2 separate regions of the Ovis aries genome follow, and region 2 is linked to region 1. A link is a contact called in public Hi-C data. All regions are on one chromosome and are shown on one strand. Each heading gives the region's core, a stretch centred on a gene start, on an enhancer-like site or on the middle of the called end of the contact. The rest is flanking DNA. Distances are from core to core; before and after follow the strand shown. Region 1 overlaps DENND2A (DENN domain containing 2A). Region 2 holds the start of ADCK2 (aarF domain containing kinase 2).

Region 1 (7,500 bases), core at 2,428-4,927:
AATGCACAGTGCCACTCTCTGGGAAAGGGGGCAGCTGGGTTCCCTGCGGATCCAGGCCCCAGCTCCGTCCTCCTCCCCAAATACGTGGTTTCTCTTGCTGTTTTCTCGGCTCACCATTTCCTAACCTCCCTCTTTTTAATTTGTTGCCCATGTGCATTCTTCTTTTTCTCTTTCTCCCTCTAGACTTCCTCTCCTCATTCCTAAGAGTTATATGCATGTCTTAAAGCCTGCCCCTTTGGTTTCTTGGGGGAAGGGGATGCCTAGTCTGGGCCTTGGGGAGCCATGCTGTCACCTGGCAGGTAAACCATCCTGGGAGAGGGGATAGGAGTCTTGGAAATGTGAGAAGGAGCTGGGATCAGGATTCCTGGGAGGTTGAGTTAGGGCTTCCCTGATAGCTCAGTTGGTAAAGAATCCTCCTACAATGCAGGAGACCCTGGGTCGGGAAGATCCCCTGGAGAAGGGCTAGGCTACCCACTCCAGTATTCTTGGGCTTCCCTTGTGGCTCAGCTGGTAAACAATGCGCCATACTGCAGGAGACCTGGGTCCGATCCCTGGGTTGGGAAGATCCCCTGGAGGAGAGAAAGCCTACCCACTCCAGTATTCTGGAGAATACCATGGACTGTATAGTCCATGAGGTTGCAAAGAGTTGGACACAACTGAGCAACTTTCACTTTCAGTGGAGTGAAATCTCCAGAGTCTGAGTATTCTCCAAACCTCTAGTCAAGGAGTCACCCTCTCTCCATCAAGTGGGGCCCCAGTCCCTCGTGGTCATGCTCTACAGAATTGCAGGGCAGATCCTGTTGGCATTTGCCGACGGGTCTCATCTTCCTAGCCACGTCCACCCAAGCCATGCTCATTTGTCCAGAGTTCTGTAGGGACTTGCTATTGAAGTAGTACATTTAATCAGTTACTTCAGTTCATTTGGATGTCAGACCCTGAAGTTTTATAAAACTGCTGCTTCTCAAAAAAACCCTGCTGCTTCTCCACAGAGACGGCTCCTTTGGTACCCATGTGGTCCTTAGCATGTTGCAGGTTCAAGATGTTCTGTGGGAAGCCTGGCTCTGCTAGGACCATCTCCTGGTTTTCATAGACCAGACAGATGACCTAGTGGCTGAGCATTTCCCGCTCCTGTATTCTGAGCCTCTGAAAGAGTGTCTCCACGCAGGGCTCTAAAGCCAAAGACAGTATAGGTTTATACCCAGCGTCAGGGCAGCGGAAGAATAGAATAGCTCTGTGTAGGCATTGCCACTTGAGCAGGTGGTTTATTTCTTGTTTCAAATTAAGTAACAACTCTTCTCTTCTTTGGGGTCTGACTGAAGCGACTTAGCAGCAGCAGCAGCAGCACATCACTGGTTCTTACAGAGCCTTGAAAGAGTGGCAAGTTGTGCTGGTATTTGTTTTACTTTCTTAGGTTACACGTTTTCTAAAAATTTTTGGTTTCTTTTATCTAAAAGACACACACACATGCTTGCACATATGGGAAGCGTTGGCATGGGGGCTGAATCTGGGTGGACCTCAGATTCTGTGCCTCTGACCCCACCCCTCTCTGCATCGGGAATTCTATACGGTGCAACCCTGTCACCCCCTACTCCAGGGTGGAAGCCGCCAGGGATAGTTTGGGGTGTGGGCCCTGGATTGGCTGCCATGCTCACTGAGTGTGCCCCCCTGTTCCCCCAGGCAACTCGAAGCTCCTCTTGGTGTTGACATGATGACTATGCAGGCCAGCCAAGGGCAGCCACAGCTGGACTGAAAACCTGGGCTACGAATTGGCTGACAAGTAAGAACTTTTCTCCCCCATGACTGCAGAAGTTGGCCCAGATTCTCAGTCTCCTTCCTTTTTCCACTGCCTTTCCCTCCTCACGAACCCCACCTCCCTGAACTAAGGAAGCTTTCTGATCTAAGTCATTGTGATGAGCCCCCTCCCCTGTAAACCATCTCCATGCCCTGTGCTCAGGCAACAGCATAGGACCACAGTGGTCGAGGAAGGTCTGGCTGATGCCTAGGGTCCACTTTGGGCCTTATCCCCATGTATGCCTTCCAGTCCAGGGTTTATTTTTCTTTTTTAAAAACTTCATTTTCTTTATTTATTTTTAGCTTTTTATTTTGTATTGGGGTATAACCAGTGAATAATGTTGTGATAATTTCAGGTGAACAGCAAAGGGACTCAGCCATACATATACATGTATCCATTCTCCTCCAAACTCCCCCCACCCATCCAGGCTGCCACATAACACTGAGCAGAGTTCCCTGTGCTTGCACAGTAGGTCTTTGTTGGTTATCTGTTTTGTTCAGGTGTTTTAATTATTGTTGAGCCCTAAAGCTTTGCAGCTGCACCTGTCCACATAGCCTTTTTACCCATCTTATATTAGCAGGGTTGTTTTCTCCCCAGATGGAGCCCTTTCCTCCGGTACCGTGTCTCACATTCTGCAGGGGACTTGGCAGTCACTGAGCTGTTCACAGATCACTGAGCTGTTCACAACTGTGCACCCCAGTCCAGAGCCCCTTTAAGGGTCACAGAATCCTGGAAACATGAACCAGAGAAGTTCTTGGGTCCAGCAAACATGTGCAGAAGGCACTCTGCCCTGGTTTCATCATCCTTCCCGTTGCTGCTTGAGCTTTATAATTCCAGGGTAGTTTTCTAACAGACTAGCCTTTTCTCGTCTTCAGTTTTTAGATGGACCCTCAGTGATTGTAAAGTCACTCCAGATGTTTGGGATCTTAGACAATAACTATAACTATTACAATAACACTAGTTACCATTTATTGCTATCAAGACTTACAATGTATGCTGTACTGTGGGTACTTTACATATATTAATGCATCCTTTCACTCATTTAACTCATTGACTACCTGCTATGTATTGAGCATAGCGAACAAAATAAATTTGGCCTCTGCACCAATAAAATTTCAGTATTCTCATTGTAGGGTGAAAAAAATGAAACCAAGGTCCAAACCCAGGTCCCTTTAACTCCAAAGTCCTATATTCATCTACTGTCAATATTATTTAATAGTACATATGATGTTAATGATTATATATTATATCATCAGTTCTCACCAAGCGTGAACTAACTTGAATTGTGTTTTTATGTGTCCTATCTCTTCATCTTGCCTCTAGACAGTAAGAGCAAGAAGTTAAATTTCTGGCTTTGGAATTCTCAGTAGAATAACTAACTGATTCTAACTCTGATTCTGACTAAAATTTGAATTCATGCTAATGTCCTCAGTGGTGACAGAGCTGTTAAAAAAAGTGTTTCTTTTTTGTAAGCACTCTGTTATGAATGGTAATTGATTATTGAAATAAGGAAATCTGCTTTGATAGCCATATTTAACATATGAAAATTTGTTTCCAATTTCACAAGTTTCTGATTTATGCTAAGCAACCAAGAACAACAACATAATTTACATGTTAATATCTCAAGCCAGGAAGAAGTCTTTATATAAACAACCATTAGTCTCTGGACTAGAAAGCTAGATAGTAACAGGATGCGTGAAATTGCTAGTTACTCATCCCTCATGTGAACCTTAGCTGGAGTTTCCAAGAGCCTGTGTATTTTGAAAACATGCGCCATGAAGCCGGTCCGTGCACGCTTGCTCTTCTTGGCACATTTAAGGTCACTGTGCTCAGTCATGACCTTTGCTGGTGGAAGAAATGCTTTGCATTTCAAAACACCGATACTCTCACGCTCATTGTTGTTGTTCAGTCACTAAATCATGACTGACTTTTTGCAGTGCCGTAGACTGCAACACACCAGGTTTCTCTGTCCTTCACTATCTCCCAGAGCTTGCTCAAACTCATGCTCATTGAGTCGGTGATGCCATCCAGCCATCTCATCCTCTGTCGCCCGCTTTTCCTCCTGCCTTCAATCGTTCCTAGCATCAGGGTCTTTTCCAATGAGTTGGCTCTTCACATCAGATGGCCAAAGTATTGGAGCTTCTGTTTTTCTTTCTAAATAATTTTTAACATCTTCACGGCACTAACTGATCTTCTAAAATCACATTTGGAGGCCTATATCCCCATACATTTGTGTTGAGTGAGACCTTTTTGCAGTGATGGAAATTGTTTTCTATTCCATCCAGTATAGTAACTGTTAAACACACGTGGCTACTGAGTTCTTGACATGTGGCTGCTGCAACTGAGGAACCAAAGCTTTGATTTAACTTGATTTTAGTTTAAATAGCCACATGTGGCTAGTGACTGCCATACCGGACAATGCAGTTCTAGGCCATGCAGGAAATCTGAATCTGTTCATTTACTCGCTTATTCATGCAACAAGTATTATTGACCACCTACTCTGCCGGGTGTTGTTAGGGGTGCTAGGGTTGAAGCAATAGACAAAATGATCCCTGTCCTCCCAGAGAAACCAGTCTAGTGGGGTTCACATTCTAGAGGAGGTTCCAGTCAAATGCAGCCAGTCATTGTGGCTTTACCGACTCAAATCAGGACAGTTTATCAAGCCCAGAATTAGGGAAAACTTCATGACTTATGACATTTGTTTTAATTTTTAAATAATCATTCCAAAGGATTGTCTGTTGGTATAATCTTCTATCTCATGAAACCTCTATTTTCATTGGGAAAAAGCTAACAATAATGATAACTGCCATTGTACACTCACACCATTCTAGATGCTTAATATGAGCTAGCTTACTAAGTGTTTATAGCCACTTGGTAGGTATGTTTATTGTTATTCCCATTTCACAGGTGAGGAAACTGAGGTTTAGAGAAGTTAAACAGTTCAGCCAAGGTCACACAACTGGTCAGTGGTTGAATTAGGATTTACACCCACATCTATTGAATGCCACAGTCCAATAGCTCCTTTCATTCCGTTTTGCTGTCCCCCCAGGAGAAAAGCATAAAGTGATTTTTTCAATGGTGGTTTCAATGTTTGTGGCTTGCAACTAGTATCTAACATTTATATCTGAAAGTGAAAGTGAAAGTCACTCAGTCATATCTGACTCTCTTTGACCCCATGGACTGACTATACAGACCATGGAATCCTTGAAGCCAGAATACTGGAGTGGGTAGCCTTTCCCTTCTCTAGGGGATCTTCCCAACCCAGGGATCGAACCCAGGTCTCCCGCCCTGCAGGTGGATTCTTTACCAGCTGAGCCACAAGGGAAGCCCAACAATTTATATGTAAGTGTTAGCAAATTGCTGTGATGTGTCAAGAACAATAACCAAGAATGCCTCACTCTGTGTTTTTCTTATTTAGGGTCAAAGTGGACGGTCCAAAGACTGGCGAAGACCCTCAAAGGCAGCCATTTAGTTCCTCCATCCCTTTCCTAGATCAGGATCCAGCCTTCCGAAGAAGCCCCCTAGAGAGCCTCCATAACCTGATGCTGGAGCCAAGAGTGGACTGTTCTCAACAGAACATGTTCAGCTCAGATATGATCATCAGTGACTCAGCTTCGGATCTCAGTGCTAAAGGAACCAGCAGGGCCGGCAAGAGGCAGCTGGTCAGTGTTCAGGACCCGTGCCCTCCCGCCCAAGGCAGGGCCCGGCACACGTCCCTCAGCATAAAGGACAAGATATCAGAATGGGAAGGGAAAAGGGAATTGCCCACGCCTGCCCCTGGCAGGAAGGCAGATGGCCAGGAGGGTTACCTGATGTCCTGTGTGACGGAGAGGAGAAGCAGTGATGGTTCGAGGGCTCGGGTCACCGAGGCTCAGAATGGAACGAGGCTGGACATGGAAAGTAGAGAGGATGAGCGGAATAAAGTGAAGGTCAGAGCACAGGATGCTGAGCAGAGGCCGGACCTGAGCCAGTCAGCCCGGGAGTCGGCTCCCAGCTTGGGCAGAGGCCGGGAGCCCAGGCTTGGCAAACAGCGCTTTCAGAACGATAGCCTGTCTGTGCTGAAGCAGGTCAAGAAACTCGAGCAGGCTCTGAAGGATGGGTCTGCCGGGTTGGATCCCCAGTTACCAGGCACGTGTTATTCCCCACACTGCCCGCCGGACAAGGCCGAGGAGGCGCCCACCCTTCCTGAGCACCGCGGGGGTGGGGGCGGCTCAGAGTTCAGAGCCCACCGCTTGGACCTGGAAACCAGGGAGCCTGCCCTTGAGGCTGCCGAGGAAAGGAAAGGCTTGTGCAGGAGGCCCTGTGACCAGAGCCTGGAGAGTGTGTACAGAGGCTTGGAGGACCCCCCCACAAAACCCTTTATCAACCCCTTGCCCAAACCCCGGAGAACTTTCAAACACGATGGAGAAGGGGACAAGGATGGGAACCCAGGCACGAGCTTCCGGAAAGACAGAAGGAACCTGCCTCCTCTGCCCTCTCTACCTCCCCCGCCCCTGCCCTCCTCTCCCCCACCCCCCTCGGTGAACAGAAGGCTGTGGAGCGGGAGACCGAAAGCCAGTGCTGACCACAGGTAGGTGACCCGTGACTTTATGCCCCACGGCAACTGTCTGTTCTCAGCCTGTTTACTAAATCGTCGGATCTCGTAGTTAGTCAAGACCATCTGTAGCAACATGGTTCACTGATTAAACCTGAAGACGTGGTAACTGATGTAGAAGTGTCTTGTGCTTGTTCCTCGTCCTGAAAAAGAGAGTATTCGCTTCGAAAGATCACCCCGTAGATGTGCCTGAGTGCTTGTAATTCAGACAGTAACCAGGGGTTAAATGCAAACGAGTGTTAACGCTGGCAGTCTACTAACTGATGCTTATTCTGTCTCTACCACCCCCACCTTGCACGTGGAGCTCCAAGTCTCTCCTCCCTCTTGCTTTCGTGGTTTTTCTTGGTTTGGACTCTAGAAACACACTGCCTGGCCTATCCTGGCCCTCTCACGGTCTGTCTAACTTGGAACAAGTTACTTAACATCTCGAGGCCTCAATTTTCTCATTTATATGTGTAGATGCTCACATGGTAAATATTTGGTAATATTAAAATACCTTTAGATAATAAAACCTGTGAATGCTTAAAGGTAAAATCTGTGCTTTGGAGACAATTTTTTTCCGTTCTGAAACCTGATCTCTAGTCTGTTTCTGTAATGTGCTAATTGGTTTGATACCTTCTAATCTGGAAACCCTTTACTGAGGAAAAACTCCTCCAGATAGCTGTCTGTCCCTGCTGTTACCACTGCTTCCCACCTGGGTTTAGCCTGACTCCCTGCAGTAGGGCTTTTGCTACTAATCCTAGAACTTCTGTTGGCCAAGTCCACCTACGACCTCCGTCTTTGCTAAATCCAATTTGTCAGTTCTCTGTGCTTTTCTTGATTGACGTCACTTAGCCTCTGCAGATAGAGAAGGCAATGGCAGCCCACTTCAATACTCTTGCCTGGAAAATCCCATGGACAGAGGAGCCTGGTAGGCTGCAGTTCACGGGGTCACCAAGAGTTGGACACAACTGAGAGACTTCCCTTTCACTTTTCACTTTCATGCATTGGAGAAGGAAATGGCAGCCCACTCCAGTGGTCTTGCCTGGAGAATCCCAAGGACGGTGGAGCCTGGTGGGCTGCCGTCTGTGGGGTCACACAGAGTCGGACACGACTGAAGCAACTTAGCAGCAGC
Region 2 (7,500 bases), core at 2,719-5,218, 46 kb before region 1:
CCTGGAGTGCGGCCATTGACTGCAGCACAGACAATGCTGTCTGTTCCACCAGACTCTTCATTTGCAGCCCAGGCTCTATGCAAGACCGCCTTCCCCAAGTTTCCTTGTAGTTACACTGGGCCTGACATGTAGCCTGGGAAGAAGTGAGGTTCATCATTTCCAGGCCTGGCCACAGAATCCTTTATGTGACCCTTCATGGTCTCTCTCCCCACTCCACACTGACCCTAGATGACTAATTTTGGAGGAAACTGGGTCCCTGAATAACAGTGGAGTGGAACTCCCACCTGCTCCCTCAGTTTACCTGCATGGAACTTCCACAGAATAGCAAGAAATAACCTTGCTGCCTTAACTCACTGAGGTTTGGATATTCTCTGTTATATCAGCTAGCATCACCTATCCTGACTAATATTCTACATTAGCCATAGTGCCCTGGGAAAATGCTCATCCATTCAGCATTTACTAAGCAGCTACTAACAGCAAAAACTGTCATGTGCTATTTACGATTGAGAGAAGGCGAATTCACCTGTTGCACCATGAGCTTCTCAAATTCTTCCACGATCTCAGGCAAGCTGAGCCACTTGATTCCTGGCAAAAGTGCGAGGACCCGGCTGCCCATCTTCATCAGCAGCAGGTCCATCTGCACCTGAGCGAGCAGGCCGGGGTGCAACACCTGCCAGGAGAGCAACAGTGAGACAGAGGAGGGATCAATCAGGAGGGCACATTTGCCTAGCCAGGGCTGGGTCCCACCATCAAAAGAGGTCTAGGGGACTTCCCTGGCAATTCAGCAGTTAAGACTCTGTGCTTCCAATGCAGGGGGTGCAGGTTCGATCCCTGGTTGAGAAATGAAGGTCACATGTGCCTTGTGGTGCAGGCAACGTCCCCCCCACCACCCCCCAGCAAAAAAAAGGACAATCAGCTGGCCGAGGGGAAGCAAGTCCAACACCCATTCCTTTGTGCCTTCCTGAGTGGACAGGAGGGCTGCTCCCCTGAGCGGCACTCAGCTTTGCTGGGAAGAATAGGTTGGCCTCCCTTCCAGATACACTGAGCTTAGATCAGCGGCTCCCAAACATCAGCGAGCATAAAAGCCAACATAGGCTGCTTGGTAAAAGTGTGGAGCCCCAGCCTCCTCCAGGACCTACTGAATCAGACTGGCTGGGAGGCGGGGTGGAAATGTGCATTTTACTGAGTGTCCAGGTAACTGGGTCAGGTAGTCCCAAGCCTGCAAAATACTGCTCTAGAGTCACAGGACTCCAGAGGTGAGATGCAAAGAGCTCTGGGTTTCAAACACTCCAGTTCTATAACTCATCTCCTGTATGAAACTGGACTGGCCACTAAGCCTCTTCTCAGCCTCCTGTTCCATCATTTAAAACACGCAGATCACAGCCTCTACCTCCACCACAAATCCTTTTCAGAATAAAGTGGAATGTAAATAAACATGTAAGAAAAACTAGTCCAGGGACTTCCTTGGTGATCCAGTGGCTAAGTCTCTGGGCTCCCACTGCAGGGGGCCCAGGTTCAACCCTTGTTGGGAGAAGGAGATCCCGCGTGCCACAGCTAAGAACCAGCACAGCCAAATAAATAAGCAAATGTTTTTTTGAACCTGTTTAAAAAAAAAAATGCCCATCTCAGGTACCTCATACATATGAAATAAAGCATCTGACTTGATGGCACATCTACTCCTTTAGTCTCCCACAGAGCAAAGGGAAACTTAAAGATACTTTGGACAAGTGTTTCCTAAACATGCCTGATGTTGCGACTCATTTGCAGCAATTATAAAAGGCCAGGTCAGGCTCTCCCCTTGGAAATTATGAATTCAGCCTGTCTCAGTGAGGCACCCATGGGAGGGATTTTTCTGTGAGGGTGAGAGCACCAGGGTATTGGCTACTAGGACCGCTAGTTCTCCTGGGGGTGTTCGGATCAGGAATGGAAAGGTGTGGAGAGGAGAGATGATGGAGCCGGGCAGGGGTAACTGGAAATGAACCGAGAAGGAAGCTGATGTTGTAAAAATGAACGCTGCCCTCTTGGATTTGCCACAGTAACACCTAACCTAGTCTGTCTCCCATTTATCCTGACCCCAGAGCCAAGAGGTCAGCCGGATGGATGATGGGTCCTCCCCCCGCAGAGACAGCCAACTCCACAGCCTCTTCATCTTCCTTTTTCAGGCCATTCGCATCACTCTCCTTCAAGCCAAGAAATCAAACAGCTTGTGTGTCACAGGTACTCAGATAATGGTCAAGCTGAAAGAAATCAACGGAAGGCACCATGGGGTAATTTGCAAAGGGTTGTATCCTGACCTGGGTAGCCCCGTGGAGTTGGTGAGGTTTTAGAGATGGGAGGGCCTGGCTGCAAACATCAGAACACTTACTTTCACGGCCACGGGGACGAGGTGATCTGGCTCCTGTTCATGGGCGGTCCCTGAAGCCTGAGACAAGGATGCATTGGATCCAACCAGGTCCGCTTTAGGGAAGAGCAGCCTTTCTACAAACGACTGGTCGGCAAGACTCTCTTGAGGCCTCCCCGCCTTCTCCAGGCGTCCAGAGAGCTCGCCCAGCCCCCCAGCTGCCCCAGTTTCCGAGGAGAGCTGCAGTTTGGAGGCCGTAGCCAGTCTCTGGATGCTGTCGTTCTCCAGGAAGGCAGGATTGGCTCGCGCTTTGTACACTTGGGCCACGCAGCCGGAACCCACTGGCTCCTGCTTCTCAAAGAAGAGGACCCTCTCCCAGTCCTCCCCAAAGGCCTGGCGCAGGAAGTGTTCGGTGTGAGTCCAAGGATGGGGCGACACCTGGACGTGCAGCCTGGAGAACTGGGCGCAGAACGCCTCTGAGAAGAGATCCCGCCGGGTGCTGGCCCATTGGCCCAACTTGATGTAGGTGGGGCCCGAGGTCTCGGTGGCTTTCAGAAGCAGGTGGAGCCAGAGACTGGAGACACTGGGAGCCAGATAGGTGAGGGGATAGAGTAGGAGGAGGGGGAAGAATTTCACCAAGAGAGCCCCTGCTCTGAGCCAGATGCGCACGTGCAGGAGGAGCCAGCCCAGCCGCCCCTCCGTAGGGACTCTTTCCAGCGGCCCATTTTCAGCCAGGTCACTCCAACTGGTGGTCTGTCGACGTACGCTCTCCGGAGCCCCCTTGCCAATGTCCTCACAGGTGGAGACGAGTTTGGGCAAAGTGCCAAGCAGAAGCCAACAGAGTCTAGCCTTGCGACAGCCCCCAGAGGGTCTCAGAAGGCCGAGTTCCTTTCTGAGCGCAAAACCTCTCAAGTGCGCCAAGCAGACCCTGAGAGAGAAGCGCCAGGGGGTCACCATCCTCTCCCAGAGGTCACGGCCTCGGCTGCCTGCCTCCACTTAAGGAGGGCCCATCTATGTTCCTTCTTTCCGCAAGGACGACATGAGTCCGGGCCTCCGCCGAGTATTCCGTTTAAGAGCGGGGCAGCAGCGAGATGAAGGGGGCGCGCAGACCTGGCCGCCCGTGTGCAGTCCCCAGGACAGGGACGTGACCTGCGCGAGGTGGCCGCGCGGGCGGAGACGGAGCCGGGCGACCGCAGGGTCACCGCGCACGCCCGCCGGCGCCAGAGTGCACCCGCCGAGGGCCAGGACGCAGCAGGGCTGCGCGGAGAGGGGCGCGAGGGGGACCGATCGGAGGGCCGCGGTGCGGAGAGCCTGATGGGGGTGAGGAAGAACCAGATAAGGCGAGGGGTGGAGAGCTGGGGCCGGGGGCGGGGGCAGCGCGAACGGTCGAGGACCAAGGCAGCGAGCGCGCGGTGGGGAGGAGTCGGGTGGGGGCTCCAGAGAGCCGAGGTCCCAAGGGCAGTGGAGGTCTGGGCGCCAGGGGCGGGGAAGGGGAGCGGAGGGTCGCGGAGCGGAGTACCGGAGATAGGGACTCGGAGGGGCCGGGGGTCCGAGGACCGGGGATCCGGACCCGGGGGGGCCGGGGAGCAGGGATCCCGACGCCCAGGCCGCGCGACGCGCGTCTTCCGGGACCGCCCGCCCGCCGGCTCGGGAACCGCCCCTTTAAAGCGAACGCGACCCAGACTCCGGCAGAGATTCACCCGGCCCTCGGGTCCTGGGGTCCCACAAATAGAATTAACGCCAAACGCGCCCTCCACACCCGGTCTCTCCACTGTGCCTCTGTCTCTCCAATGACATTGTAGCTTTCCTTACAAACAGCGTGGAAACGCGGGAATGCCGGGGATATTGATAGCCGGTTCCTGAACAAGGTCTGGTTTTCAGTTGAGCGGGATCGGGAGGGTGGTGGGAGGAGCTGGGTGGGGGGTGTTGTCCTTGGACGGCGGGATTCCCAGGCTGCCCTGATTTGGGGAACGTGTTTGAACCCGGGGCTGTGGCTCCGGAAAGAGTGATCATTCATTCAACCAAGTCTATATTTCTTAAACTCCATCTAATATTTATCGAGGCTCAATAATATCTACCGTGCGAGGTCCTGGGAACATGGAAACACACATCCTGACCTTGCAGGCTCATCACTTTTGAGGAAGATCTCACCATGAAAGAAGGGAACAATGCGGACGATGCCGAGCTGGGCCCTGCGGGGCTCCTGGACACGAAGGTCTCTTTGTCCCCCATTTCTTGTAGGCAAGACTCCAGCCTCCATGACCTTCTCTGAGTCCCAAAGGGCAGAACAGTTGCTAATCAAGGGAGGAGCAGCCAGGAAACCACCTGAGGCACGATTAAAGGGTATTCAAGAATTAGGAGACCTAACCATCCAAGCCGCTGCACACCCTAACCTTGTCAGCAACCTCACCCTTTTGAAACTTTGCAGAAGAAGAATGCAAGACTGTTACCGTCTTGATCCTTCTCAGGTACCTTGCCAGACTATATAACCCCTCCCTCTTTACCAGGGAGGGGGGCACAGTTCTTGAGGCACTAGCCTACTGTGTTCCCCCTTTGTCTGGCGAATGAATAAAGCCGCTCTTTCCTTCTCCTCCATAACTCTGTCTCCATATTTCTGTTTGGCACTGGTGCACAGAGCCAAGATTTGGGCAACAAGGAGAACCCCCCAGGATGGCAGCTATTTGGGAGAAGAGGGGAGGGTGGTACGGGTGGGAGGGTGTTCAGCCGCAAAAAGAATTAAGCCCCCAAATAGGAAGATGTTTGCTGTGAGGTTCTGAGGGAGTTTTTTTAAACTGTGAAGAACCAGAGAAGGCCAGATAGCCCTAGAAAGCAAAGAGGAGCAGAGCAGAGCTTGGAAATCAGTCAGGACAGCCAGGGAAGGCCAGTGGGCATCTGCTCTGCTGTTTGGGGCTTGGAGGCTGACTGCGCTGGGGTACCACAGTCACCTCTACATTCACGACCCTTTATCTCTACGTGGGTGACAGCCTTCCAGAGAAGTCTGCCAGGGACTCACAAGTGGAAAGACCCTGGAGACGTGGCCCATGCCTGCTGCTGGAAGTGTGACTGCCACTCACAGCCTAAGGACTGCGGGAAAACTTGGTGACTCTTGCACTGCAGGCTAACAATCCAACTCCCATTTCCCAAGATGTGCAGACCCTTTTTGAAGTTCCCAAGACAGAAGTCATACCTAACTCCGCTGGTTTTAAGTATGGCCAGCCATTAACTATACCCTCCAAGCTTCAGAGTACAAAATGAAATGGGGCAAAGGCTAATAAGAATTTTGCCAAGAGAATCCACTGGTCATAGCAAACACCTTCCAACAACACAAGAGATGACACTACACATGGACGTCGCCAGATGGTCAATACTGAAATCAGATTGATTATATTCTTTGCAGCTGAAGATGGAGAAGCTCTATACAGTCAGCAAAAACAAGACCGGGAGTTGACTGTGGCTCAGATCATGAACTCCTTATTGCAAAATTCAGACTTAAATTGAAAAAAGTAAGGAAAACCACTACACCATTCAGGTATGGCCTAAATCAAATCCCTTAGGATTATACACAGGAAGTGACAAATAGATTAAGGGATTAGATCTGATAGACAGTGCCTGAGAAACTATGGATGGAGGTTCATAACATTATACAGGAGGTGGTGATCAAAACCATCCTCAAGAAAAAGAAATACAGAAAGGCAAAATGATTATCTGAGAAGGTCTTACAAATAGTTGAGAAAAGAAGAGAAGCAAAAGGCAAAGGGGAAAAAGAAAGATATATCCATCTGAATGCAGAGGTCCAAAGAATAGCAAGGAGAGGTAAGAAAGCCTTCTTTAGTGATCAATACAAAGAAATAGAGGAAAACAATAGAATGGGAAAGACTAGAGATCTCCTCAAGAAAATTAGAGGTACCAAAGGAACATTTCATGCAAAGATAGGCACGATAAAGGACAGAAATAGTATGGACCTAACAGAAGCAGTGGATATTAAAAAGAGGTGGCAAGAATACACAGAAGAACTATACAAAAGATTTTAATGACCCAGATGACCACGATGGTGTGCTCACTCACCTAGAGCCAAACATCCTGGAGTGTGAAGTCAAATGGGCCTTAGGAAGCATCACTACAAATAAAGTTAATGGAGATGATGGAATCGTAGCTGAACTACTGCAGATCCTAAAAGATGATGCTGTAAAAGTGCTGCACTCAATATGCCAGAAAATTTGGAAAACTCAGCAGTGGCCACAGGACTGGAAAAGGTCAGGTTTCATCCCAATCCCAAAGAAAGGCAATGCCAAAGAATGTTCAAAGGACCCCACAATTACGCTCACTTCACATGCTAGCAAGGTCATGCTCAAAATCCTCCAAGCTAAGTAGGCTTCAACAATATGTGAATTGAGAACTTCCAGATGTTCAAGCTGGATTTAGAAAAGGCAGAGGAACCAGAGATCAAATTTCCAACATCCATAGGATCATAGAAAAAGCAAGAGAATTTCAGAAAAACATCTACTTCTGCTTCATTGACTACGCTAGAGCTTTTGACTGTGTGGGTCACAAAAAACTGTGAAAAATTTTGAAAGAGATGGGAATACAGACCACCTTACCTGCCTCCTGAGAAACTTGGATGCAGGTAAGGAAGCAACAGTTAGAACCAGATATGGAGGAGTGCATCAAGGCTGTATATTGTCACTCTGCTTATTTAATTTATATGCAGAGTACAGCATATGAAATGCCAGGGTGGATAAAGCATAAGCTGGAATCAAAATTTCTGGGAGAAATATCAATAACCTCAGATATGCAGATGACACAAGCTTAAGGCAGAAAGCAAAGAGGAACTAAAGAGCCTCGATGAAAGTGAAAGAGGAGAGTGGAAAAGTTGGCTTAAAACTCAACATTCAGAAAACTAAGATCATGGCATCTGGTCCCATTACTCCTTGGCAAATAGGTGGGGAAACAATGGAAACAGTGAGAGACTTTATTTTGGGGGGCTCCAAAATCACTGCAGATGGTGACTGCAGCCATGAAATTAAAAGATGCTTGCTCTTTGGAAGAAAAGCTATGACCAACCTAGACAACATATTAAAAACAGAGACATTATTTTGCCAGCAAAGGTCCGTCTAGTCAGAACTATGGTTTTCCTATTAGTCAAGTATGGATGTGAGAGT

Evidence for each region. Hi-C and Micro-C count contacts between places; a contact is called where the count stands out from the background.
Region 2: a Hi-C map of mixed tissues shows a contact between it and region 1, with 2.3 times the contacts expected there. The contact joins the promoter of ADCK2 here to the enhancer-like site in region 1. A contact is called at or near these places in 2 of 16 Hi-C or Micro-C datasets (mixed tissues and omental adipose tissue).

What each region holds. Positions count from the first base shown.
Region 1 is chr4:105,368,603-105,376,102 of ARS-UI_Ramb_v3.0, reverse strand. DENND2A (DENN domain containing 2A) reads left to right here. Exons shown (of 20, transcript XM_060415154.1): 3 at 5,211-6,362. The coding sequence starts at 5,335. Among named protein-coding and RNA genes, the nearest start is that of DENND2A, 32 kb to the left of the region's middle. Within about 2 kb of position 3,677, at least 3 of the 54 cell types and tissues checked have an H3K27ac peak or open chromatin away from gene starts, as enhancers often do.
Region 2 is chr4:105,415,285-105,422,784 of ARS-UI_Ramb_v3.0, reverse strand. ADCK2 (aarF domain containing kinase 2) reads right to left here and starts at 3,968. Exons shown (of 8, transcript XM_004008109.5): 1 at 2,366-3,968; 2 at 524-670. The coding sequence starts at 3,298. LOC132659768 (a long non-coding RNA gene) reads left to right here and starts at 4,006. Exons shown (of 3, transcript XR_009600546.1): 1 at 4,006-4,209; 2 at 4,583-4,809.